2 separate regions of the Sus scrofa genome follow, and region 2 is linked to region 1. Evidence: chromatin contacts called from public HiChIP or PLAC-seq data. All regions are on one chromosome and are shown on one strand. The core of a region is the stretch at or near the end of the contact, and the rest is flanking DNA. Distances in the headings are between cores, read along the strand shown.

Evidence for each region. HiChIP or PLAC-seq counts read pairs in DNA pulled down with a chosen protein or histone mark.
Region 2: an H3K27ac HiChIP or PLAC-seq map of alveolar macrophages shows a contact between it and region 1. The contact joins the promoter of SOD2 here to the promoter of SLC22A1 in region 1. A contact is called at or near these places in 1 of 47 Hi-C or Micro-C datasets (embryonic fibroblasts) and 1 of 2 datasets of contacts at active chromatin or transcription factors (alveolar macrophages).

The regions. Positions count from the first base shown.
Region 1 is chr1:7,361,641-7,367,401 of Sscrofa11.1, forward strand. It overlaps SLC22A1 (solute carrier family 22 member 1), which reads right to left and starts at 3,889. Exons shown (of 11, transcript NM_001348975.1): 1 at 3,374-3,889. The coding sequence starts at 3,784.
Region 2 is chr1:7,677,657-7,683,776 of Sscrofa11.1, forward strand. It overlaps SOD2 (superoxide dismutase 2), which reads left to right and starts at 1,696. Exons shown (of 5, transcript NM_214127.2): 1 at 1,696-2,037; 2 at 2,392-2,594. The coding sequence starts at 2,015.

The sequences.
Region 1 (5,761 bases), core at 2,639-5,138:
AGTTTTTGGCCATTTGGCTGACTCTTTGCAGTCGGCGTCTCTGGAAGATGCCCCTGCCGTGGGGATGTGGGGAAGCCAGAGCCCTGGCAGAGCTGGAGGAAGGGGCATCCGGACTTCGCCGCTAACTCCGCCTCCCCTGAGAACCCAGCCCCGAGCTATGCTGAGTATCTCTGTCTGGAGGCACCTGCCAGGCTTGTAGAGCTGCCAGCCCCCTGTGCACCCAAACTTACCCAGCACGGCCCCCAGGCACCTCTGTGCCACAGGGAGACAGACCCAGCCCCCAGGAAAGCCTGGGGCTGCACAGAGAGGTTCTCCTAGACCCAGCCTTGTGGTCCAACACAGCCTGTAGGGCCACAGACGTGGTTGGCCAAGCTCCCCAGAATCACCCAGAGCCCTCATTAGAATAGAGGTTCCCACAGGTCTTGCCCCAAAGACCACGGACCAGGATCCAAGTGACACCTGGGATCAAAAGTATTGGGAAACGGTGCATAAGCACCCCCTCCCCTCTGTCTGAGGCCCTTCTGGGGGGCGGGGGGGAGCCGTCTGGCTGGGGCGGGGGGAGCGCTGAGCTGCACTGAGCAGACACGGCCTCCTGAAGGGGGTCCGAACTTCAGGGCCACACACGCCTCTGCCCCCGGTGCCTCCTGACATGTGTCCCCAGGACATGGAGCTGGATATTCAAACAGTTGGCTCACTGCCCTCCCTTAAGCAAGTTCAAAGGTCCAAGGCCAAGTTAAAGATTATTTCTGCAGAAATGAGTAACTCAGGCGAATGTCCCCCCAAAATAAGCTGCGGCTGAGGATGCAGAGAGGAGGCAGAGGTTTTCGGGAGCCACCCAAGGGGAATGAAAGCAGAGCCCCTTCCCCCCAGGAGCCAACTCCCCCTGTATCGAATCGCCTTCCAGGACCTCCAGCTCAACCCCCCCTTCTCTGGTCCTGTCCCCGGATGATCCCTGTCCCCCAGCCCCCGCCCTTCCCCCTCTCAGTCCTCACCGACGCTTGGATCCTGGGTCACCGGGAAGCCCCTCCCGTCACCACAGTCAGCCAATCGGCTCTAAAGCTCTTGGGGTCCTCTTGCCCGGTCCCCTCTCCTCTGCTGCCACCCCCCCGGCCCAGGCCCCCACTAGCCAGGCTCCCCCACCTGCTCCAACCGCCACTCGCTCTGTTCCAGCCTCAGTTTTCCGAGGCTTGCTTCCCGGCATCCCCCTCCCAGCAGCCAGAACCTTCTGGCAAACTGGCCCCCTCCTCCCCAACCAGCAAAGACCTATATCCCTAAACAGGTCCTTCCTTTCACTCCTGTGACAGCCATGTGGGTTGATAGTCCTCGGCCGGGCTCATGGCTTGGCCTCCCCCAAGCCCCCACCCCAGCCCTGGGGAAGCCCCCACCCCAGCCCCGTTTTGCCTCTAGACCATTCTCAAGGTCCAGCCAGCATCATCTTCCTCCTCTGCCTAAATAACACCAAGCTCCCTCCTTTGGCACGAAGGTAGTGTTGCCAGATTTAGAGAAAACAAAACAAAACAGGGTGCCTGGTTGAATTGGAATTTCAGATAAAAAACCCCACTTTTTTAGCATAAGTATGTCCCCTGCAATATTAGTATTCCCAGCCTCTGTTATCACAGCTAATGTGGGGCAGCACCTGGGACGAATTAGCCTAAAAAAGTGTTCCTTGTGTATCTGAAAATCAGGTTTCCTGGCGTCCTGATTTTATCTGGTGACCTGATGTAAGGTCTCCATGCGCCCCCCACGACCCCTGTACTGGACCCCGAATCCAAATCACTTTAATAACTCATTGCTCTCCTCCCGTCCCGCCAAGCCTTGGCTCTGCTCCCCGACCCACCCCCTTTCCTGCTCAAAATACCACCCAAGGCTCCATTCAACTGCCACCTCCTTCTGGAAGACCCCTCCCCCCACCCCCCACCCCCCTCCCCAAGGATCAGCTCAGCAGGTAAGATCCCCTCCTTAGAGCCCTCAGCCCCTCTGCCTCTCTCCATGTCTCGCACGAGGTCTGGGATGCTGGTCTCTTTCTCACCACCCCATCCCTCCCTCACTCCCTGGAGACCGCACACTCCTTGAACCGCATAGGTTTTTCCTGCCTCCCTCCTGGCATCACGCCAGTGCCAGAACAGAGGGAACCAGTGCGCATTTCCTGAATGGGGAGATGGAGGGTGAACGGATGAATGAATGTTCACAGAGAACAATATTTCCTCCAGATTCCCAGCGAGAATAGTGGTCGGCCTGGTACCCCGGGGGCGCCAGGCTCCCATTGGCCATCTACTGTTGGAGGACGCCTTGGAGACCAGATGTTTGTGTGATGTGTATAAAGAAGTTGCACCTGCACCTGCTCCTCCCTTGGGGGATGGGGGGGTGGCGCCTCCATATCCTGCCCCCCCTTCACCCCAGACAGTGAGCTGGTGACGCTGGAGGAGGGGACAGGGCGCTTTCCTCCAGCCACAGCCCGGATGTGTCAACTCTGAGACCGCTAAGTTACCTGGTTTCAGGTGAGCAGTGCCCCCACCAAAACCAAGCTTTGCTAACAGAGAGACTCTCAGGAGTTTGGGCCTGTGGCTTCAGCAACTGACTTTGAAGCCAGTTTGCAAGCACCCATGCTCATCACAGTGCAACACTTTCAAAAGTGTCCACGAAGGAAAAATAATCTGATGGCTTTTTCTAAAATGTTCTCAAAGCCAAAGCTCAGGTAACCCAGTAAGCTGTCCGGGCAAAGCCCTTTGCGCCATCACCTTCTCCGGTGGGACGTCCAGAGGACACCCAGTGCAGCTCGGCTTGTCTGCCCCACACCCTCACGGTGCTCGGCCAGCCCCTGTGATCACCAGGTCATATCATCACTGGTTGACGGATGAGGAAATAAGGCTCAGAGAGGCTGAGTCACCACCTCACTGACACTCAGCCGGTCTGGGCATGGCCGGGATTCAGGGTGACTCCAGGACAGCTTCCGCGCCACCTCAGAGGCCAGTGCTTGGGTGTCACACATCCATGACTCTAACGGAGGGGGCCTCTAGGTTCTAATGGTGGGGGAGCTGGACCCGAGGCGAATTCGGCAGGCCCTTGGAGAAACCAGGGGTGCAGAAAGAAGAGGAACCCACGTCCCCAGAGACCGGGTCCTAACCATCCAGCTCAGCCTGGCTCTCGATGGCCTCCCTGACCCTCGGTTTCGTCTTCTAACACCCAGAGTCTGTGGGGATTAAGCAAGGGAAGGATTCTGAGCACCTGGGACAGTGGCTGCCACCTGCTGAGGCTCAGAGGACACAAGCCCTCTCTCCACCTCCTGATTGAAACTGAACCTTGTAGGGTTTGTCACATATGTCCCCCCCTGCTCCTGAAACCCACACGCCCCCCCAGTGCAGGACTCGCTCACCTCGGTGACAATGGAGGAGCCGGGCGTGTCATACACCCAGCCATACTGACAGGGGCCCAGCGGCAGGTGGCTGCTGTTGGCGGCCAGGCCGGCCAGAGGGTCCTCGCAGCCCAGGGTGCTCTGGTTCCAGTCCACCTCGTAGCGGCGGCACTGGCGGGGGAAGGCCTGGCCCGCTGGCCCCAGGCCCGGCACCGTGTAGTTCAGCTCCTCGGCCAGGCTCCAGCCGCATCGCTGGCTCAACTCGGCTACCCCGGGGCTCCGGCAGCGGTGGTCCGGGGTGAAGCCCAGGAAGACGATGCCCACGTAGATGGGGGCGAATGCAACCGAGGTCAGGCACAGGTTCAGGAAGGCTTGCTTCTGGAACCAGCCAAACTCCCCGACCTGCTCCAGGACATCATCCACAGACGGCATGACGGGGCCACCAGCCTCATCGCTTTGACCAGAGCGCTCTGGCCACAGGGCCCAGGCTCCGAGCGTCCCGCGAGTTTCTCCGCGATGGGCTGGTCTAAAATCAAATTGCTATCTAAGCAGGACACCCCTGGAAGCCAACCATTGGGGGAGAACCTTTTACCCCGCGGTGCAGGGTTCAGGCAAAGGTGGAAGGCAGGTGTGTTTGCTGCCAAAGTGTTTACTGGGCCTGGGAGCAAACTCAGCACTCAGGGCCTAATTCTGTTGAGTCAGAGCTCACAGAGCGAGAGGAGAGAGTGAGGGAGCCTCGAAACCTCCCCGCCATCTCTTTCGGACGCTTCCAAAGGGATGATCTTTTCAAACTTTTTTTTTTTGCCTTTTTTCTTTTTAGAGAAGCACCTGTGGCATATGGAGGTTCCCAGGTGAGGGGTCAAATCAGAGCTGCAGCTGCTGGCCTATACCACAGCCACAGCAACACCAGATCTGAACCGCGTCTGTGACCTACCCCACAGCTCATGGCAACGCCGGATCTTTAACCCACTGAGCAGGGCCAGGGATCGAACCCCTAACCTCATCATTCCTATTTGGATTCGTTTCTGCTGCGCCACAACAGGAATTCCTTAAACATTTTTTATAATCTAGATACACCAAAGCAGCAGGCTGGCTGCCAGGCACAGCCATGGACCCATCACTGCGGCTGGCCTCTGAAGCCAGGTGGTGTGGGGGTCTGACCTGGGTGATGGGTGAGCAGATAAACCCTACATCCTTGTCCCAAAGCAGGACAACCTCGTTCCCCAGGACCTGCATGGGACTCCACCAGGCGTCACTACCTCCCCAGCAGACTCCCTGAGCTCCAGGCCACCTTCCCTGGGACGAACTGAGAGTGGGGCCAGGTGGCCCTCACTGTCACCCTGTCCACAGGGCCATTCCTTCTATTTTGTTTTCCTCTAACACCAGCGGGCTCCAAGTAACAGCATAAATCAGTTTTATTGAATGTGATTCACAAACTGGTCAAAATACAAAATAGAAAAAGATGTAAAAAAACACGACTAGCTAATAATTCGCAGCCTCACTTCGGCTTTCCCTCTGTCTTTAGGGAAGATGTTCTAGTTCCCCAGTTAAGGACGTGCCTCCAGGCTGAGCGCCCGAGGCTTTCCAGTGTCTGCAGGGCCAAGGTGCTGACACGCCCAGCTGGGCCATCCGGACTTTCCTTCAAATCCTGACACCCACAAGCAAGCCCAGCCCTCCCCTCACTCCCACTGCTTCCAGAGCTGGAGCTCGCTCCAGACGGTGACTTTTGCGGGAAGCTCCCGGCTCCAGGACCGCGCCCGCCTCACCTCTCCAGCCCCGCCAGCCACTAGGGCCCAGCCGGGCTGCCCAGCCCGGGGCCACGCAGCCATGGCCATAGCCACGCGTTCTGTTCTGCAGGAGGCTTGGCTGCGGACGGACCCAGGACTACCGAGTTCACCTGGAGAAAGCAGCAGCTGTATTGTGCAGCCCCCTGTCAGGGGAGCCTTCAAAGCTGCGCAAGCGGTTTTCATCCATGTAACCTTGTCCTTCCCCAGCCTGCGATGCACACTGTCCCCTTGCGACCTGATCCCCAGGAAAGGAGGTAAGACACCCATGCCCATCGTTTTTGAACTTGTACAAAGAGCCCGACTATCCCCAAGTCCTCCTCTCAGTGCCCGGAAGGGCAGCCAGCCTCCCTCGGGCATCATCGTGAGTCGCGGACGTCAGTGGTTGGTGGGGAAGTGGGGTTTGGCCACGTTTAGAAAGTTCTTGCTGGGAGCAGGGCTTCGGCTTTCCAGGGATTTCCTTAGCACGGGGTTTGCCTAAGCAGCGCCCTTACCCTCCACCTGCTCAATTTCACTGCCATTCAGTGGACAGTCTCACAAAAAATGGGGGGGGGGGCTAAAAAATTTGGTTAAAAGGAAACTAAATTAGGCTTGTACTCTTATGGATAAAATTGCTTTTTTTAGG
Region 2 (6,120 bases), core at 446-2,945, 310 kb after region 1:
TTTACTTGACTGCAAATGTCACTTTTCGACACCCCAATCTTTACTGCTTGCTCAAAAGGGCATGTCCTGGGGGTGTGTGTTAATTTCAATCTCAAAGTGTCATCATTTGTTCAAAGAACATCGATTCAGCCTGATGGGGCTCAGTCTCCTTAGAGTGATATTTTGTTCTTACTAGAACTAGCCCTTTTATTAGTGACTGATCTGTCACTGAATTCTATTGTTTCATCCTGCTAAGTGGCCCGTTTTTCTGGTTCCTACAGCTAGTACCCTAAAATCGGCTCTGAGTATCTCATGCTAGGATTCTTGCAACAGCTTTCTAACTAGCCTGTGCCTCTAATTAAGGTGCAGACTCCCTTGCCTGAAAAACTATTTTCAGTGTGCCTCATTTCAGCTAAAATGCTCCTCAGTTTCCCATTACTAAGCACATGTTTGAGATTTATTTATTATGGCCGCACCTGAGGTATACGGAGGTTCCCAGGCTAGGGGTCGAATGGGAGCTGCAGCTGCCGGCCTACACCACAGCCATAGCAACATTGGATCCAAGCTGCGTCTGTAACCTATGCCATGGCTCATGACAACCCCAGATCCTTAAGCCATTGAGTGAAGCTAGTGATTGAACCTGCCTCTTCGTGGACACTATGCTGGGTTCTTAACCCACTGAGCCACAATGGGAACTCCCTATGTTCGAGTTTTAAGGACATCTGTCACCTGGTCCCAACCTGAAATGCCTCATTCCTCCGATCACATACCCTTACCTTCACCTGACTATCAGCCAACCCCACCTTCTTGCTGTGAAGCCTTGCTCAGTGGTTCCCCTTTGCTGTCCCCTAGTCATGCCAAAGCCTAGTCATCCTTGGGTCATGGGTGGGGTGAGGGTGGAAGAAAGTAACTGACATCCTATTCAGCACTTTTTAATCTGTTTCCTTTTATATTATTCTGTTCAGCGAAGACCCAACTCAGGCCAGTGTAAAGCCTTCCTAACTTCTATTCCTAGCTTCTATACAGGGAGGATTTACACAATGCAGGATTGTTTTTTTAATTGTTGACAAAGCACTTAATACTTGGAGCTCATTAGATATATGACACCTCGCAGGAAAGACTCCTCCGTTGTACTTTTATATTCTCCCAAAGACGCTCAAGACCTCGCTGCTAAGGCTTAATAATCAAGACAGTATGAATTCTGGATTCTAATCCAGACTCTTTCACTTACTAACGGTGTGACCAGGACAACTTGCCTAACTTCATAGAGTTTATTAACAGTTGCCTGGAATCAATGATACCTACCCTAAGGGTGAAATAAATATAATTGTAAACCATGCAGCTCAGTCCCTGCCACATCCTGGGTGCTCAGTAATACTATTATCAGGCCTGGCGGAGGTCCCAAGGTCAGTTTACTCGGAAAGCAAGGTCACTCTGGGCAGTGGTTGGAGGGGCACTGGCCCTACATCTTAGCAGCGCCAGGGCCGGCCTTCCAGGGGGACCTTGCCCTCTGGAGCAGGTCGCGTGACCCAGAGGCTTCCCCCCCACCGCGGTGACAGGGAAGAAACCGGGACGCTAGTGCAGGAGCACAACGCCCTTGCTTGTCCGCGGGCAGAGTCCCCCACCTGCAGGCCCTGCAGGGCCGCGCCTTCGTGCGGAGGAGGGGGAGGCTTAGGGCCATACCATCTCATATGAGGGGGGGACTGCGACCTTCCATTTGGCAACACGCTCGGAAGCCCGGCAAGAAGGGGCACCACGTTCGCGCGGCAGCTGGAAAAAGTGCAGGTGCCCCAGTTCTTGCGTCCCCTGAGCCCAGAACGCGGGTGCGGCGCGGTCGGGCAGAGCCCGGGGCTTCCCCCCCCCCCGCCCCCGGATTGGAAACGGCGGAAACAGGGGGCGGGGCCGAGGCGGGCGTAGGGGGCGGAGCCACGGCGGCGGCTATGTCCTTGTAGCGCGTCTCGGGACACGAGTTCAGCCGGTCGGTCCGAGCAGCCCGGCGGCTGGAATTCTGAGGGTCCAGCGGGCGGCGATCACCATGTTGTGCAGGGCGGCGTGCAGGTGAGCGCCGGGCAGCGGGAGCAGCCGGGACAAGGCCCGCCGAGCCGCCCGCCCGCGCTTCTGCCTCCCCGCTCGCGCCGGCCCCGCGGCGTCCAGAGCACTTTGGGGGCCCAGGCGTTACGGAGACGCTGCGGGCGGCCGGGCCTCAGGGCAGGTGTCCGCTGAGCACGTCCAGGTGCCGCCGAAGCGCTGGACCTCAGCGTTAATTTAATGCTTCCAAGACTGGACGGCTAGCGGGCCAACGATAGGAAGGCCAGGGTGCGCGGGTCCTTCCAGCCGGGTCTGCGGAGACGGGCACGCGGCTGAAAGGGAGCTGCCCGCTCGAGCAGATCCGGCTGTTTGCTTTCTTTCCAGCTCGAGCAGGAATCTGGTGCCGGCTTTGGGGGTCCTGGGTTCCCGGCAGAAGCACACCCTCCCCGACCTGCCGTACGACTATGGCGCCCTGGAGCCGCACATCAACGCCCAGATCATGCAACTGCACCACAGCAAGCACCACGCGGCCTACGTGAACAACCTGAACGTCGTGGAGGAGAAGTACCAGGAGGCGCTGAAAAAGGGTAGGTGCCCAGGGGCCCTGCTTTGAGAAGCTGGCCGCGGGGAAGGGTGGCCGCGAGGCGTGTCTCGGTACGGAGATGCCCCTCGGTTCGTAGAAGCGCTTCACGTGTTTGTGCTTTGACTCAGGGGGTGGAATTCACGTGGGGAACATCGGTTGCCTGGGCAACTGAGACAGGCTCGCGTCGAATTGCTATGATTTGCAATTTGCTGAAAATATAATAGGGAGTATTTTTGACAAAGAGCGCAGGTGACAAAACCAGTAATGCGGAGACTTTTTTGTGCTTTGCGTCAGGGGGTTATGTATGGGGCTACTGGGTTTTAACGTTTCTATACAAAAGAGTATTTCACTTTCTTAGCTAACAGTCGTGGTTTGCACGAGGGAAATAATTGACAGCCCTGTTTCCAGGCTGTATGTATGGCTGAAGCTACGCAGTTACAAGTGTATTTTTTTCTTAAATATGTCTTTATTGAATTTCAGTTCTGTGGAATTCGTCGAGTAAATTTTAGACAGTGACATCTTTAAAAAAATTATTGTCTTGCAGTTTCGTTGATTTACAATGTTACATTAATTGCCGCTCTCCAGCGGAGTGATTCACTTATACACATACATATATTCTTTTTCATATTCTTTTTCATTAAGGTTTATCACAGGATATTGAGTATAGTTCCCGTGCTATGCGGTAGGACCGTGTTGTTTCTCCATCCTGTGTATAAGAGCTTGCACCTGCTGACTCCAAACTCCCAATCCCTCCCTCCCCAACTCCCATCCCCCTTGGCATGTGAGTTTGCGAGTCTGGTTTGTAGATCACTTCTCGGGACGGTGACATCTTGCTGACTGGGGGCATCTAGTGGAAAAATGCAGTATTTCAGCCTGTGCATGACGTAGTTAAGTAAACGAAGAGAAGAGGAAGTTACCATGTTCTGGAAGATTTTCCTGTGACCCTCAGAGGGACCTCAAATTGGGGAAAGGAAGGGTTTGAGTCCGGGAAAAGGCTCTATGATTGAGGAAAAAAACAAACGCGGGAAGAATGTGGTAATAGGGAGGGGATGGGTAAATCCCAGTTGTGAAAGTATTTCCTCCGTGACAGCAGCTGACAGCCCCAAATCTTTCTCTTCAAGAGTTTACAAACAGCTTAATCTCAGCCCTTTTCTTGTGCAATCAAAGCTTCACTTGTTTAATGAAAGCCACTTAAAAAAAGGTTTTACTATGTTTACAAGGTTTTACATTGTACTGTGTTGCCTATTATTATTATTGTAGTTATATTTTCTTTATATGTATATATTTTAATGTAATATTTATTTTATCTATTTTATTATTTTACATTAAGTTATTATTTCTAGAGTTTCCTTTAGAATATATTTAAAAATCATTGAGTTAAATTTTCATGTTTGAAAATTGTGGAAAAAAGAATATAAGGAAAAGAATATTATTAATCTTACCTCATGTGTCATAAAGACTTTTCAAACAAAAATACTTTTATCATATTCAACAGAGGGGAAAAAAAACTGATATGAAACCAAAGAAACTGTTGAGCTTCAGGAAAGTTTTTTTTTTTTTTTTTTTTGCCTGTTTTTTTAGCGCCACCCCTATGGCATATGGAAGTTCCCAGGCTAGGGGTCAAATCAGAGCTGCAGCTGCTGGCCTACACCATGGCCACAGCTTATGGCAACACCAGATGCTTCCCCACTGAGCAAGGCCAGGGACTGAACTTGTATCCTCATGGATACTAGTTGGGTTCATAACCCACTGAACCACAACAGAAACTCCAGAAACGTGTTCTTAAAAGCAGATATTAAACCCCCCAAATTTCTATTAAAATTAAAAAATGATTAAATAAACTTTTAGAGATTGAGATTAAACTAGTTCTCAATAAACATGTTTCTTTCCTATTAGACATATTTAGTTATCGTTGACTTATTAAAAAACAACATAAAGCCAACAGTTATTTTTAGGGTGATTCCTCAAGAAAAATTAATAAGGGAAACACTGATCTGTAAGAAGATTATTTTCTAAACATAGCAAAATTCGACCTCTTATTTATTTATGTATTTTTGGCTGCGGCATGCGGAAGTTCCTGGGCCAGGGATTGAACCCATGTCACGGCAGCGATCTGAAGCACGGCAATGGCAATGCCGGATCCGGATCCTCCTGAACCCACCAGGCGAACTTTGCGGGAAGCTCTGAAAGTTGACATCTTGAACAGAACTCTCAGATTAGCTGTGTATTCAGATGGCGCTGGTCCTCCGTCCTTGTGAATGGCTAACAAACCGGATGTTCGTTGTTTGAGAAAGCGGCGTTTCTTACGTGTGTTCTGTTCTCACAACACAAGTAGAGAACTTGTGCTACGTCAGCTCCCCAAGGGCGGGGCCGCCAGGGGGGCTCTGTGCCCTTCACTTTGCCTCTTGGTACCTTGTGAGTCATAAGCATTTATTACTGAATAAGGGAATTCCCATTTTTCCTAATAGTTCCGTTGGCCGGCGGTGTCTGGAAGGCACAGGAAAAAATATTTTGCCTATTTGTTTGGCAAGTTGGAAAAAACGGCTTCACTATGACCCTCTTTTGAAGTATAGATGTCAGAGTTGTTTTTTTCCGTAGAAACTCCATTCCGGGTTGGTGAGGGCCTGCCTCGTGGGAGGCGGTATGTTGGGCTGCGGGCCGTGGCCACGCACAGCGGTCCTTGTCCCCCCTGGAGCTTCCCTTCTGGCCGGGAGACAGGAACAGGAGCACGGGTCGAATGACAGGGGAAGTGGGCTGGGAGGGGGCGGTTGGAGGAGCCTTCGGATGAGGTTGCTGTTTCAGTGGCGCCTTGAAGGGGCGACGGGGGAGCGACCCGTGGGCCCCGGTGCAGAGTTCAAGGTGATGACACAGTGTTATTCAACCCCCGTAGTTCAGCGCAGGCCACAGGGGTCCGTGGCAGCCCTAAGCTGGGAGGCCACCGTGGCTGGAGCTGGGTGCCCTTCTGCACCTGGTTGGGACGACGTGGGGATCATGCTGAGAAGAGTTGCCTGGAGGGGTGCCACGGTCACTTGGGGCTGTAGGGGAGCCCCGTGGCCCCTGTGTGGAGAAGAGACCTGGGGGGGGGTGGAAGCAGGAGATTGGGGGGGAGACGGGGCCCCGATACGGGAGGGAGGGGCTGCTCCAGAGGCAGGAAGGAGGGACGAGGTTCTGGATGTTTCTGGAGCTGCTCTGCCGGTGCATTAGCGGCTGGGTGGGTTGTCGGGGGTGAGAGGAAAGGAGTGAGAAAGAAGCGGGGTGTGGGAGGGACCGTCCTGAGGACACGGCCGGCCCTCGCTGAGATGGGCCAGGCCGCGGAGGCGTGAGTTTGGCGTTGAAAATCAGGGGCTCAGCTTTGAATAAGCTGAGCTTTTTGTGAATGTAGCATCGAAGTCCGTCTAGGGAAGGCCGGCTGAGCAGTTGTCATGCAGTCTATCCGGACCGTATATTCCCCAGCATTCCACTGTTTTCTCTCTCTGTTCTCGCAGTTACGTCATTTACTGAAATCTTTTCTATTCAAGGAAACGGAGTTC